Linked DNA regions of Sus scrofa: region 1 is linked to region 2. The links are chromatin contacts, called in public Hi-C maps. All regions are on one chromosome and are shown on one strand. The core of a region is the stretch at or near the end of the contact, and the rest is flanking DNA. Distances in the headings are between cores, read along the strand shown. Region 1 holds the start of CNBP (cellular nucleic acid-binding protein). Region 2 holds the start of LOC102162880 (pre-mRNA-splicing factor ISY1 homolog).

Region 1 (5,773 bases), core at 2,036-4,535, 84 kb before region 2:
TGACCAGCATCTGGCATTGTTCATCCTTCAAGCCAAACTTCACACAGCAGAGAGATTTTCATAAAATTCAAAACTGACCGGGTCACTCCCTGCTTTGATTAAAACTTTCTGAGGCTTCTTATTGCCATCACCACCAAGCAAAAACTCATTAACAGGAGTCCCCAAAGAGCCATGTTCTCTCCCCTCAGGCTTTGGCACCTGCATTTCCCCTGCCTGGAACCCACCCCCCACCTCTGTCCCGATATTTTTCACTCATTCTTCAGGACTCCACTCAGTTCCAGGAGGCCTTTCCTGCCCAAAACTCAAGCTGGATATCCTCCAGCCCTTGTACATCCCCAAGGTCTTCCTAAAGGTTATTTCTCTAAATTCTGGGGATGCAAAGGCCATGTCTGTCATGTTTGCTGTTCTATTCCCAGAATTACACACAGTGGCTGGCAGACACTCAGTACATATTTTCTAAATGAAAGTACAACATCCCTCCAAACTACAGCAAGAAGAAATAAGAGCGCTGAGCCCAGCTCTTACAGGCAAGGATTATATTCTAGGCACATCTGTCCCTTGCATCACTCAGCCTAACACTCAGTGGGCAAACCAGTACTTAGCAAGTCTGTCTGTCTGCCTCGTGCATCCTTTATGTCTAATCTTTCTGCATCCTCTCTGGTACTCACTGGACTCTGTGAAAGCTCCAAACTGCCTCAGTCAACAAAGAGAAATCAAAGGAAGGAAAAGTGTTTGCCTAAGTTAAAGCCAGAGAATTAAAAGGGAAACCGCCCACCCTGGAAGCTGTTATGGTGGGCAGGGTAACTGAAGGACAAGGGAGACAGGAGAGGAAAGGTGGAAAGGGCACTGCCGATATGTCAAACTCAAGCCTCAGCTCATGAGAAGATGGCCTGTGGCAGTGGACTGCATCACAGACCTCTGACTTGCCTGCTGGTGACGATGATGACATCCTCTGCGATGCAGGACATCTCCTTGATGGTTAAGTAGCACATCCGACGGAGAGTGGGCTGGGCAAGAGATGCAAAAAGCCCTCTGACCCCAACTCAGTATGAGCACCAGGGTTAGGACAAGAAAATGCCAATTAAGACAGAGGCAGCCTCGGTGACTGGGGGGCCAGCTTTCCTTGGCCCTCCCACCACCTTGTCCCAGCTGCTCCCTTTGGAGGAGAGCAGGGGTGGGGGCACTTACATCATTGGACTGAAAAAGTTTGGTCATGGCAAAGAAGGCTTCAGTTGCTTCAGTGGTCCCCAGGTGCTCCCCCTGTTGTAATGAAGAAAGAGGTCTCAGCTTGGCACAGATGGGTCAGAAGGCTCTTCCTGCCAGATCAGCCCTGGCTATATCCTCAGATCCTGCACAGGCTCCATGAAGAGCAACACAGGAGGAATTCCCCGATGTCACAGCACATTAAGGATCTGGCACTGTCACTGCAGCGGCTTGAGTCAAGGGTTCAATCTCTGGCCTGGGAACTTTCACATGCCATGGGCACAGCCAAAACATAAAACAACAACAACAACAACAAAACCCAGTAACACATCAGAGGTAGATGCTGAGGGTATCTAGAGCTAGGCTGCTGGCTACAAGCACAAATGGGCCGTGCAACTCCCCGACATATACCCAGCACTGTTTTCCCCACCCCCAAGCCTCACCCTGTTACCTGGTTTATGAGGTAAAGGATCTTGGTGAGGATGTGGGCACATTTCCGAGGGTTGACGGGGGTTTCATTAAACACACGGGCCTAAGAAGAAGCAACCAAGAAAGACTACGATCTTCTAGTTCAATTTCTTTCCCTTCCATGACTACCCTCAAACACATTCAAGATTGGAGAAGTCCCAGGTAAATAGACACACTGGCCAGGTAACCTAATTTTCATAAGAAAGAGTTTTGTTTTGCTTTTTTCTTAATTCATTTATTAACAACTCCTGAAATTTTCCATATTAGCTGGTGATGTGCTTACTTAATGACTAACAGATACTTATAAAATAACTGGAAGGGGAAATGAAGACAAACAACAAAAAAAAGATAAGCATAATGAACTCTCTCCAGGAACAAAGTTTCCCTGTTTTTCCAAGAACAGGTTTTTTTCCCCTACTGTTCTTTAAACCAGAACTTTGAATGTGTTAGTATTTTGATCACTCTGAGTGTGGACATTTATGATGGAAGGGACAGGGGAGCAAATAACACTTGCCTCCTGGAGCACTGCACTCTTCTCGAGGTGCTGGAATGGGTTGGAACCTCCACCTATTGTCAGAGAACAGAGAGGACTGAGTACAGGTTGCGACTCTGAATTTCAAAATTCTCCCAGTCGCAATCAAGGGAAAGATGTCGCACTGTCCATCCAATGAAGTACCAACTTCTCAGAATGGCAATCACAACCTGCCAATAGATCCTGCCACTCTCCTGCAAGGGGGTTCCTGCCACTGCAAACCACTTCACCCAGCAGCCCTGCACAGTCCTCCTGTGCCTCTCATAGTGCCATATTTTCATTTATGCAATTGGTACTTAACCGGGTCCCTACTACGGGTGGGACCACCATCTCCCAGTGATTAGAATTTCTTCATAGCAGGTGTTATGCTTGTAAGTTATACAAGTGATTATTTGACTGATATCTGTCTCCACCACTATGTCTGTGACCTATCTAACATTCCCGACTTGGGCACTGAGTGTGTCACTTGCTCTACTGCAGTGACAGGGCACTGAAAAGGGCCTGGCTCCTCAGACCACGTCCCAGTGCAGCCAGCACTAACGCAGCCCCAGCGAACCCTCAGAGAAGCACTGTTTTCCCCACCCGGCCCCTCCTTGGACAGAAGGGGAAACTGAGGCCCAGAGAAGCGAGTGACCCGTCCAAGGTCACTCAGAGAATCGTGGCTGGAGCTTCCGAGTGCAAGGCAATGGAGCATGCTCAGGCTCTCCGAGGCCTGTTGCTGACCCGCGACGGACCTCACAGAAGCCGCTGTTCCTCCCTGGGCCTCGGGGCAGGACAGAGGCCCCAAAGGGGGCCCGGTGGGGAGGGTGCTGGGAGTCTGCGCGGTCAGGCCTCCCCCGGGCCTGGCCCCCCTCACCCGATTCCTCGTCCTTCTTGTCGAATTTCTTCAGCATGGTGGTGCCGGCGGGAGCGCGAAACAGCACTCACAGAGGGACCCTGCAGCTGGCAGCGACAGTCCGGTAGCAGTTCAGCTCCAGCCACTTCCGGCTGGCCACGTCGCCCGGCGCTATGCGCAGGCGCACTCCGCGATCTGCGCATGCGCACGTGCCGCCGCCGCGTCGGGCGTTAACCCCGTCCCTGCTGGGGAGAAGCCGGGGCTAAAACTCCGGACCTTACGGCCTCCTCCGCTTATAGACGTCCACGCCTCACCGCCTGGTGGCGCGAGTTTAAACGGACTCCCAGAGGCGAGGCCCTAGCACTCTGGCAGGAGAGGAGGCCCACCTCCGAGATGCTACATGTCTTGTCACTTTCTCCGGTAGGCCTGCCAGCCTCACCTCACTTTCAGCCCCATTCCCGGCCGGATTTTTCTGCCTAGCCCGAATGGTCGTCCAAGACACTATATTCTATTCGTCCTTGATTGCTCTTTTACTCCCTGCCGTGGATGATGTTGGCGCACGGTACATGCTCAGTAAATTGTTGCTTGAAATAACGCATGAAGTGGCTCTTACAATTCACCTTTGCGCACCGCGCTCACACCTGCTCCAGGTGCGAACCATTTGGTACCGCGTTAACTTCCAGGGATCTAACTAAACTGAGATCTACTTATCTACTGCGCAGCAACTTCAATGTGCTCTTTCAATCTTCGAGTATTTTGCCAGCACCTATTGGATGCGTCGCCTAGCGCTGGGGACTGGAAGGGACTGGAAGGGAAAACACGGCGCCCCGGGTCACTCTCCGCGGATCTGTGAGGACACTCCCGGGCCAAGGTCAGGACTTGCGCGGCGGCGGGCAGAAGTCGGCTGGCCGGAGGGGCGGTGTGGAGGGAACCTAGATGAGCCCGGGCGGGGGTCCAGGTCCTGGGGTGGGGGCGGTTAGGGCGGGGCCCCCAGGTGATGGGGAGGGGTCAACCTCTGGGTCTGGCATTGCAGAGGCTGAGGCTCCTGGCTGGACGCAGCGGAGTGACGGGGTAGCGCGGCGAGGGAAGTGCGAGTCTTGCACCAAAAATTGTAAAGAGCCAGAAAGATGAGCAAAATCTTTAACCTCTAACCCCACCCCTTGTCCGTAGAAAATTCTCAAGAGTTAAGTTGCCCACTGCAGCAGTTTGCAGCGAGATAATCGGAAACACCCTAAATGTCCAGCAATAAGTGGATGATTAAGGGAATTGTAGGACGTCCATCGGATGCTGTCATCCACATCATTTATAAAGGGATATTTCTGATGACTTGTGAGGCAGTATCCAAGCTTCTTATATAAAGTGAGACATCAAAAGGGAAAAGCAAGGTGTAAAAGAGTTCATAGTTAAGGTTAAATAAACATGGCTCGTGATTAAAAACCAGAAAAGAACCCCAGAGATTTGGATTGTTAAAAAGATGAAATATAGATGAATTGTGTTGAGTTAAAATATCCTTTCAGAGTGTGATATGAATTCTGTAAAATCACATACCAAGGAAAATTTTTATAATACTAATTTTTACAATGAGAATTGTGTGTTGTGACTCCAGCTCTGTGTATAAGCTAATATATAATTATAGGGTTTTATTGGTTTTTTTTTAACTGTAATGTACATTCTTCATGATAATTGTTAAGTCCTTTGTAGAAACAGAGTACAGAAAGTATAGGAGCAATTAGGGAACTCTGAATAAGATTTGTAAATTGGATAATAGCAATATCCTGATTGTGATAATATTTTTTATTAATTTTACTAGTTTTTAAAAAATTGAGGTATAATCCTCATACCTTAATGTTACCCTTTTATAAGCGTACAGTTCAATGATTCTTAGTATATTCAAAAGGCTACACCCATTACCACTAATTCCAGAACATTCTCCATCCCTCACTCCTCCCCCCCAACCATTGATCCGTTTTCTGTCTGTACGCATTTGCCTATTCTGGATATTTCATGTAAATAGAATCATGCATTGTATGACCTTTTGTGTATCTGGCTTCTTTTACTTAGCATAGTGTTTTCCAGGTCCATCCACATCATAACATGAATCGGTACTTCACTCTTGTTAATTGCTAAATAATATTCCATTTTACGGATACATATACATTTTGTTTATCCATTCACCAGTTAAAGGACACTTGAGTTGTTTCCACTTTTTTACCTCTGTAGATAATGCTGTTATGAACATTTGTGTATAAATTTTTGTGACATGTTTTCTCTTGAGTAGATACCTAAGAGTAGAAATGCTGGTGGTGTGATAACTCTGTTTAACTTTTTGAGAAACTGCCTGATTTCCAAAGCATCTGCCCCATTAAATTTTCCCATGAGCAGTGTATTAAAGGTTGTAATTTCTCCATCCTCAACCACACTTATTGTCTTTGTGTTTTAGCAATTATAGTGGCTGTGAAGCGGTATGTCATTGTGGTTTTGATTTGCATTTCCCTGATGGCTAGTAACATTGAGCATCTTTTCAGATACTTTTGGCCATTTGTACACCTTCTTTGAAGAAATGTCTGTTCGAATCCCATGCCCATTTTTAAATTGAGCTATCTTTTTTATCAAAGAGTTATGAGTTCTTTATATTGTATGGATACTAGACCCTTATTAAATGTGTGATTTGTGGAGTTCCCGTCGTTGCTCAGCAGAAATGAATCTGACTAGCATCCATGAGGACACAAGTTCAA
Region 2 (5,730 bases), core at 1,856-4,355:
GACAACTTTCCCACCCCAAGTCCCTTAATTACACCTGCAAAGTTCCTTTTGCCATGTAAGGTATTCATAGGTTTAGGGGGCTGGGATGTAGACATCCCTAGGGAGGCATTTTTTTCTTTTGCACCTGCTCTTTTTTAGTGACAGTATCTGAGGCCCTTACCTGGGTGCTGGGGGACATACACTCGAGTGTTAGGCCAAAGTACTCCCTCTGTTATTACTTGTGTAAGACAGAGCTGGCAAAGGTCTTTTTAATATTAGGAGGCTTTATATATATATATATATTCAGGGCCACATCCGAGAGGTATGGAGGTTCCCAGGCTAGGGGTTCAATCGGAGCTGTAGCCTCCAGCATAGCCGCAACAATGTCAGATCCGAGCCATGTCTGCAACCTACACCACAGCTCATGGCAATGCTGGATCCTTAACCCACTAAGCGAGGCCAGGGATTGAACCTGTGTCCTCATGGGTGCTAGTCAGATTCCTTTCCGCTGAGCCACAACGGGAACTCTAGGGTTTTTTTTGGTGTGTTGTCCACACACAAATGTGTTATATTATTCTACCCTGCTTACAACATGGACTAGTCTAACATTAGGATTTTTCACTTGTGTTGACAGTTACTGTGCAGGAGTGTGGGTGTTATCCCAAATCAGGATTTTCATGTGAGATTTTCCGGTTTTTATACCATAACATAAGTCAAAGCAGCACATAGGCCAAATTCATTCTGCCGGCTAGAAGTTTACAGCTGAGGATAGATAAGATAAATAGATATGTGAATGCTACTAGGATGTGAGTACAGTCTTATTACTACAAAAGTGCTGTTAAAATTTACGGGGCAGCTAGGAACAGTGTAAGTTAGGGCTGCTGGCACAAAAGGCAGTGCAGCCCAGTAGTCCCTGCTCTTACTTGTTCAACCATCAAATCTTACATGCAGCCTATGCCAGGGCTGGATGTCAGGGTGGAGATTAAAAATAAAGGTAAGATTACTGTAAGGGGAAGGCCTGTACAACTTGAACCCAGGGATTTAAAAGCTACATGAGCTTTTACAAGTCCTGCAAAGCCCCTTAGCCTGGCCCAGGCGACTGGACACAGGAATTAGGTTAGGCCACATCCTAGACCTGGTTATAGAGCATGTGGGTTTTCAGAACAATTCAGAACTTTACATACATCTGTTTTGAGCAATTCTTTTTCTTTTTATGGCCATACCTTTGGCATATGAAACTTCCCAGGCCAGGGGCCAAGTTGCAGCTGCAGGCCGACATCACAGCCACAGCAACACTGGAGTTGAGCTGCATCTGCAACCTACGCTGCAGCTTGTGGCAATGCCAAATTCTTAACCCCCTGCGTGAGGACAAGGATGGAATCTGCATCCTCACAGAGACTATATCAGGTCCTTAACCCACTGAGCACAATGGGAACTCCTTGAACAATTTTTATATGTACTGTCTCCTTTAAAACCACATCTCCATAAGGCAAAAGTGCCAATTTCATGGATGAGAAAATATGCCAATTTCACAGCAGAGTAAAAATGAGAGGTCAAAAATATTGTCTAAGGCTATAGGAGCTAATAAGGGGTGGAATGAGGTTGTGAATCCAGGCTGGCTGAACTGTCTCAAATGACAGGTAGTCTTGGAGTTCTCGTAGTGGTGCAGTGGAAATGAATCTGACTAGGAGCCATGAGGTTGTGGGTTTGATCCCAGGCCTCACTCAGTGGGTTGAGGATCCCACGTTGCGGTGAGCTGTGGTGTAGGTCGCAGACACGGCTCGAATCCTGAGTTGCTGTGGCTCTGGCATAGGCTGGCGGCTACAGCTCTGATTTGACCCCTAGACTGGGAACTTCTTTTGTGGAGGGTGTGGCCCTAAAAAGACAAAAAACAGCAGCAGGATGAGCAGAGGAAGGACTTTAGCAGACTGGCAAGATAAATGGATCAGCATGCTGTTTCAAGTACCAGGAAGTCAGACTCTCACTGATTTCAACACTAAAGGGAATTTACTGGTTTACACAACTGAAGATTGAGTAGTGGGCTCCAGGTAAAGCCTGAAATCTTTCAGCAACTCAATGACTTCCACGTACTAAGGACTGTCTGCCCTTGGAGTCTGAAAGTGGCTGTCAGCTAGGGAAGGACCATCCAAATGATCACAATACTTCATTTCTGAGTTCAAGGTGGCTGTTCCCATAGTCACCAGAGAAGGAACGTGGGTACTTTGCATGGTACCGCCTAAGCGACACACATTCCTTTCATTCAATTCCCACTGGCCATTATTTATTAGCAGACTCATATCTAGCTGCTGCGGAGGTGCGACGGCCATAGCCCCTCCTAAACGTTCACGGAGAATACTGGTCATAGTTCAGGCCTGACCCTGGTGCCCATTCCCAGTACGTGTCCGTCCTGCCTGATGTGGTGCTTCCTGACTGCGGCCGGTGTGCCAGTGGCAGAAGTAACCGCGGCGAAGCACCGTGCTTGCAAAGGGCCAGCCGCTGTAAGTGGCTGAAGTAGCCACCAGCCCTCGCCTGAATTCCACACCACAGTTCACTGCAACACTGACACCCTGTGGGAGGAGCCAGCAGAACCATCCGGATCGTGGCCTCTCCCCTGCCTTCCCGGTCCTTGACTAAGGACCTTCCGATCCCAGCAATGTGCCCAGCACACACCTACCGACTTCCCCTCTGCGGGCAGTGATACACCACCTCTCTCATCAGCCTCCTCCAGTAAGTGCGTTTTTCTTCCTTGGACCTTACATTTCTATTTTAAAAGAAAGTGACCTCAAGCACTGGTCCAGCTCTGACCCCGCGATTCCAGGAGAAAATCTCAGAAAAAGCATAGGCCCCATGTAAATGCCAGAGAGGCGGGCAGGAGTTGACGAGGCCCGCACACGGTGTGTCTGTTCTTTCAGAATCAGACAGGGTCCGCGGGACGCGTAACTACTGCGGCGTTCGAAAGCCCGCACCTCCTTAGACGCAAATGCAGAGCGAGATCCGAAGTTGCAGCAGTTACTGCTAGAAATCTCGCGTTTTATCGCGAGAGCAAAGCCAGTGGACCAGCCACGTCAGTCACATTGCGCAAGCGCAGTTCTGCCAACGTCCTTTTTTTTTTGTACGTGCGCTTTGGTGCGCCGTCCAAACGCCATGGTGAGGCTGTCTAGGGGAATGCGCGTTCATTTCCTCCCCCTCCCCAGGCCAATTCTCCGTTTTGCTTCCGGTCGCTCACTTCCGGTCCTTTCCATTTTTCCGTCCGATAGAGAAACTGGTGGTGCTTTCAACTAAAGTCCGGTTCCTATTAGCCGCGCGTCGGGAGGTGAATCTACGTGGGTTGGGGCCGCTGGGCCCAAGGGCGGCGCTCTCTCTCGCATCATGGTGAGTAGGGTTGGGAGTAAGGGGAGAGAGCGGTAGGCCGTGAGGGTGCCCGGCCTGGGGCTCTCCGGCGGCCCGCCTGCGTCCTCCAGCTCCGCGGCTGTGACGCGGGGAGTCCCTTCCCGTCTCGTCTTCGCTCACAAGTTGGGGGAAACTGGACCTCGGCAACCGCCCTGTCGTCCGCAGCCGGTGTGGAGCGCTGTAGTTACTCATCGGGAAAACCGAGGCTGGGCAGGCGCCAGGCCGGCCCCACGCCGTTTGCTGTGTGTCTCCCCCGACTGGATAGACACTCGCAGAGCACAGGGTCTTTCACCGTAGCTTAGTTAACGTCTCACTCGGTGCCTTGGCGCGTCGTCTGCGCCCAGGAACGGAAAGAGTGCTACATAGTGTCGTTGCAGGAGGTTGTGAATCCTTAGGGCAAAAGCAGCCGTTTCTGTTCCCCAGGCTTTGGACGATATGTCCCGTACTGCTGCTTCCTGCTGGCCGGCTCAGCCTCGAGCTTCGTTTCTGAACTCTGACAAGCCTGGGGCATTCCCGCTCTCCTTTCCCTAGCCCGGGAGAAGGATCCCTGGGCCTGGATGTTTCTGGCTTCAGGAGTGGTTGGGTATTTTCTGTAACTGCCCTCATCATACCTTCACATTTGCGGTTGTACAAGCCCTCATCACATCATACATTGTTTTGAGGTGGAAGTTCCTATGAGTTCCCGTAAAAGCAAGAACCATGACCAAAATTCTAGTACCCAGCATGCTGTTTTTTAAGCATGGAGTCATTGTGGAGAAACACTGAATTAAATACTTAGAATGTGTAGGCTTTGATGACTAATTAAGGTGAGGACAGCCTCAGCCTTCAAGATGATGGCTTCTCCTGGGACAGCCTCTCAGTTTTATCCCTTAGTAGATATGTGTTCACTTTTATATATAAGCATTTGCCAAATTTGTTTCTCTGTCCCGTGAAAAAGAGGGTCAGAAAGATTTAAATCGATCTCACTTTTGCTGAGCATCTACAAACTGCATGCCGGGGAGTTCTCATTGTGATGCAGTGGAAACAAATCCGACTAGTATCTGTGAGGATTTGGGTTCAATCCCTGGCCTTACTCAGTGGATCTGGGATTCGGCATTGCCATGAACTGTGGTGCAGGTCACAGACCTCGCTTTGGATCCTGAGTTGCTGTGGCATAGGCTGGCAGCTGCAGCTCCATTTAAAAATAAACTGCATGCCAGATGTCTTCAGTTACTTATTAAATCATCATGACAGCTCTGTGAGGTAAGAGGTATGGTCCCTGCTATAAAGATGGGGAAACTGAGGCTTACAGAGGCAGTTTCTCAGGGATGGTTAAGTGGAAGAGCCAGGAGTAAAACTCAAGTCCTTGACTCAGCAAGTCCACCTTCTACTTAAAATACAACCGAGAAAACATATGCCCCTGCCTGACAATGTGTTTCAAGGATAATTGACTTGACATTGGTGAAGCGGTATTTACATAATACTCACTTTTACTTTTATTTTATTTTATTTTGTTTTGCTTTTTAGGGCCGTACCTCTGGCATATGGAGGTTCCCAGGGTAGGGGTCAAATCGGAGCTACAATTGCCAGTCTACGCCACAGCCACAGCAACACAGGATCCAACCCATGTCTGTGACCTACACCACACCTCGTGGCAACAAGGGGTCCTCAACCTGAAACGAGGCCAGGGATCGAACCCAAAGCCTCATGGTTCCTAGTTGGATTCGTTTCCGTTACACCACTACGGGAACTCCTAAATCTCCCTTTTAAAAGCCAGTCTTTCCTTCACAAATTCCACTGGCAGGGGACAGACATGTGATTCTGGGTGGAAAGTGCATGATAGGTGTGAACCCAGACAGAGAGGAAGAAGGAAAAAAGGTGTCATGGGAGAATTGTCTGGGATGGTGATGACACAGGTGAATTCTGAAGGATGAGTAGAAGTTAGCTAGAGCCAAGGGGGTGGGACAGTGGAGGAGTAAAGATTTTAGGTAGAGGGGGCAGCCTCAGCAGGACTTGGACGTCTTGATTTTTGCTCTTGTTACTGTACTAGTTCACATGTTCTGCTTGTGACTTATCTAAAGTAGTGTCCTTGTGAAACGTATATAAAAAGGAAATGAAAAAAAAAAGCTCTTTCAAACATGGGCATTTTTCTTCCCTCCTCTCTCCTTTTAGGCCCGAAACGCGGAAAAGGCCATGTAAGTGTCAACTTGATTTTGTCTGTGAATTTTATGCGGCTTAATTAATTACCACCACAGAGCCCTTTTTTCCTATGGTCTTTTGGTATATGTTCCTTTTTCTACAGATGTTGCAGTAGTATTCATATATTTGCCCATTCATTTTCCCTATAGTGTTTTCTTTTTTTTTTTTGGCTGTGCTCTTGGC

The links. Hi-C and Micro-C count contacts between places; a contact is called where the count stands out from the background.
Region 1: a Hi-C map of skeletal muscle shows a contact between it and region 2, with 5 times the contacts expected there. The contact joins the promoter of CNBP here to the promoter of LOC102162880 in region 2. A contact is called at or near these places in 4 of 5 promoter capture datasets (fetal liver, liver and skeletal muscle), 23 of 47 Hi-C or Micro-C datasets (alveolar macrophages, brain, embryonic fibroblasts and 11 more) and 2 of 2 datasets of contacts at active chromatin or transcription factors (alveolar macrophages and skeletal muscle).

The regions. Positions count from the first base shown.
Region 1 is chr13:71,704,539-71,710,311 of Sscrofa11.1, reverse strand. It overlaps CNBP (cellular nucleic acid-binding protein), which reads left to right and starts at 3,285. Exons shown (of 5, transcript XM_021069428.1): 1 at 3,285-3,909. It overlaps COPG1 (coatomer subunit gamma-1), which reads right to left and starts at 3,215. Exons shown (of 25, transcript XM_021069417.1): 1 at 3,060-3,215; 2 at 2,186-2,238; 3 at 1,655-1,735; 4 at 1,189-1,260; 5 at 928-1,007. The coding sequence starts at 3,096.
Region 2 is chr13:71,620,210-71,625,939 of Sscrofa11.1, reverse strand. LOC102162880 (pre-mRNA-splicing factor ISY1 homolog) reads left to right here and starts at 3,105. Exons shown (of 12, transcript XM_021069415.1): 1 at 3,105-3,126; 2 at 3,237-3,351; 3 at 5,521-5,543. The coding sequence starts at 3,349.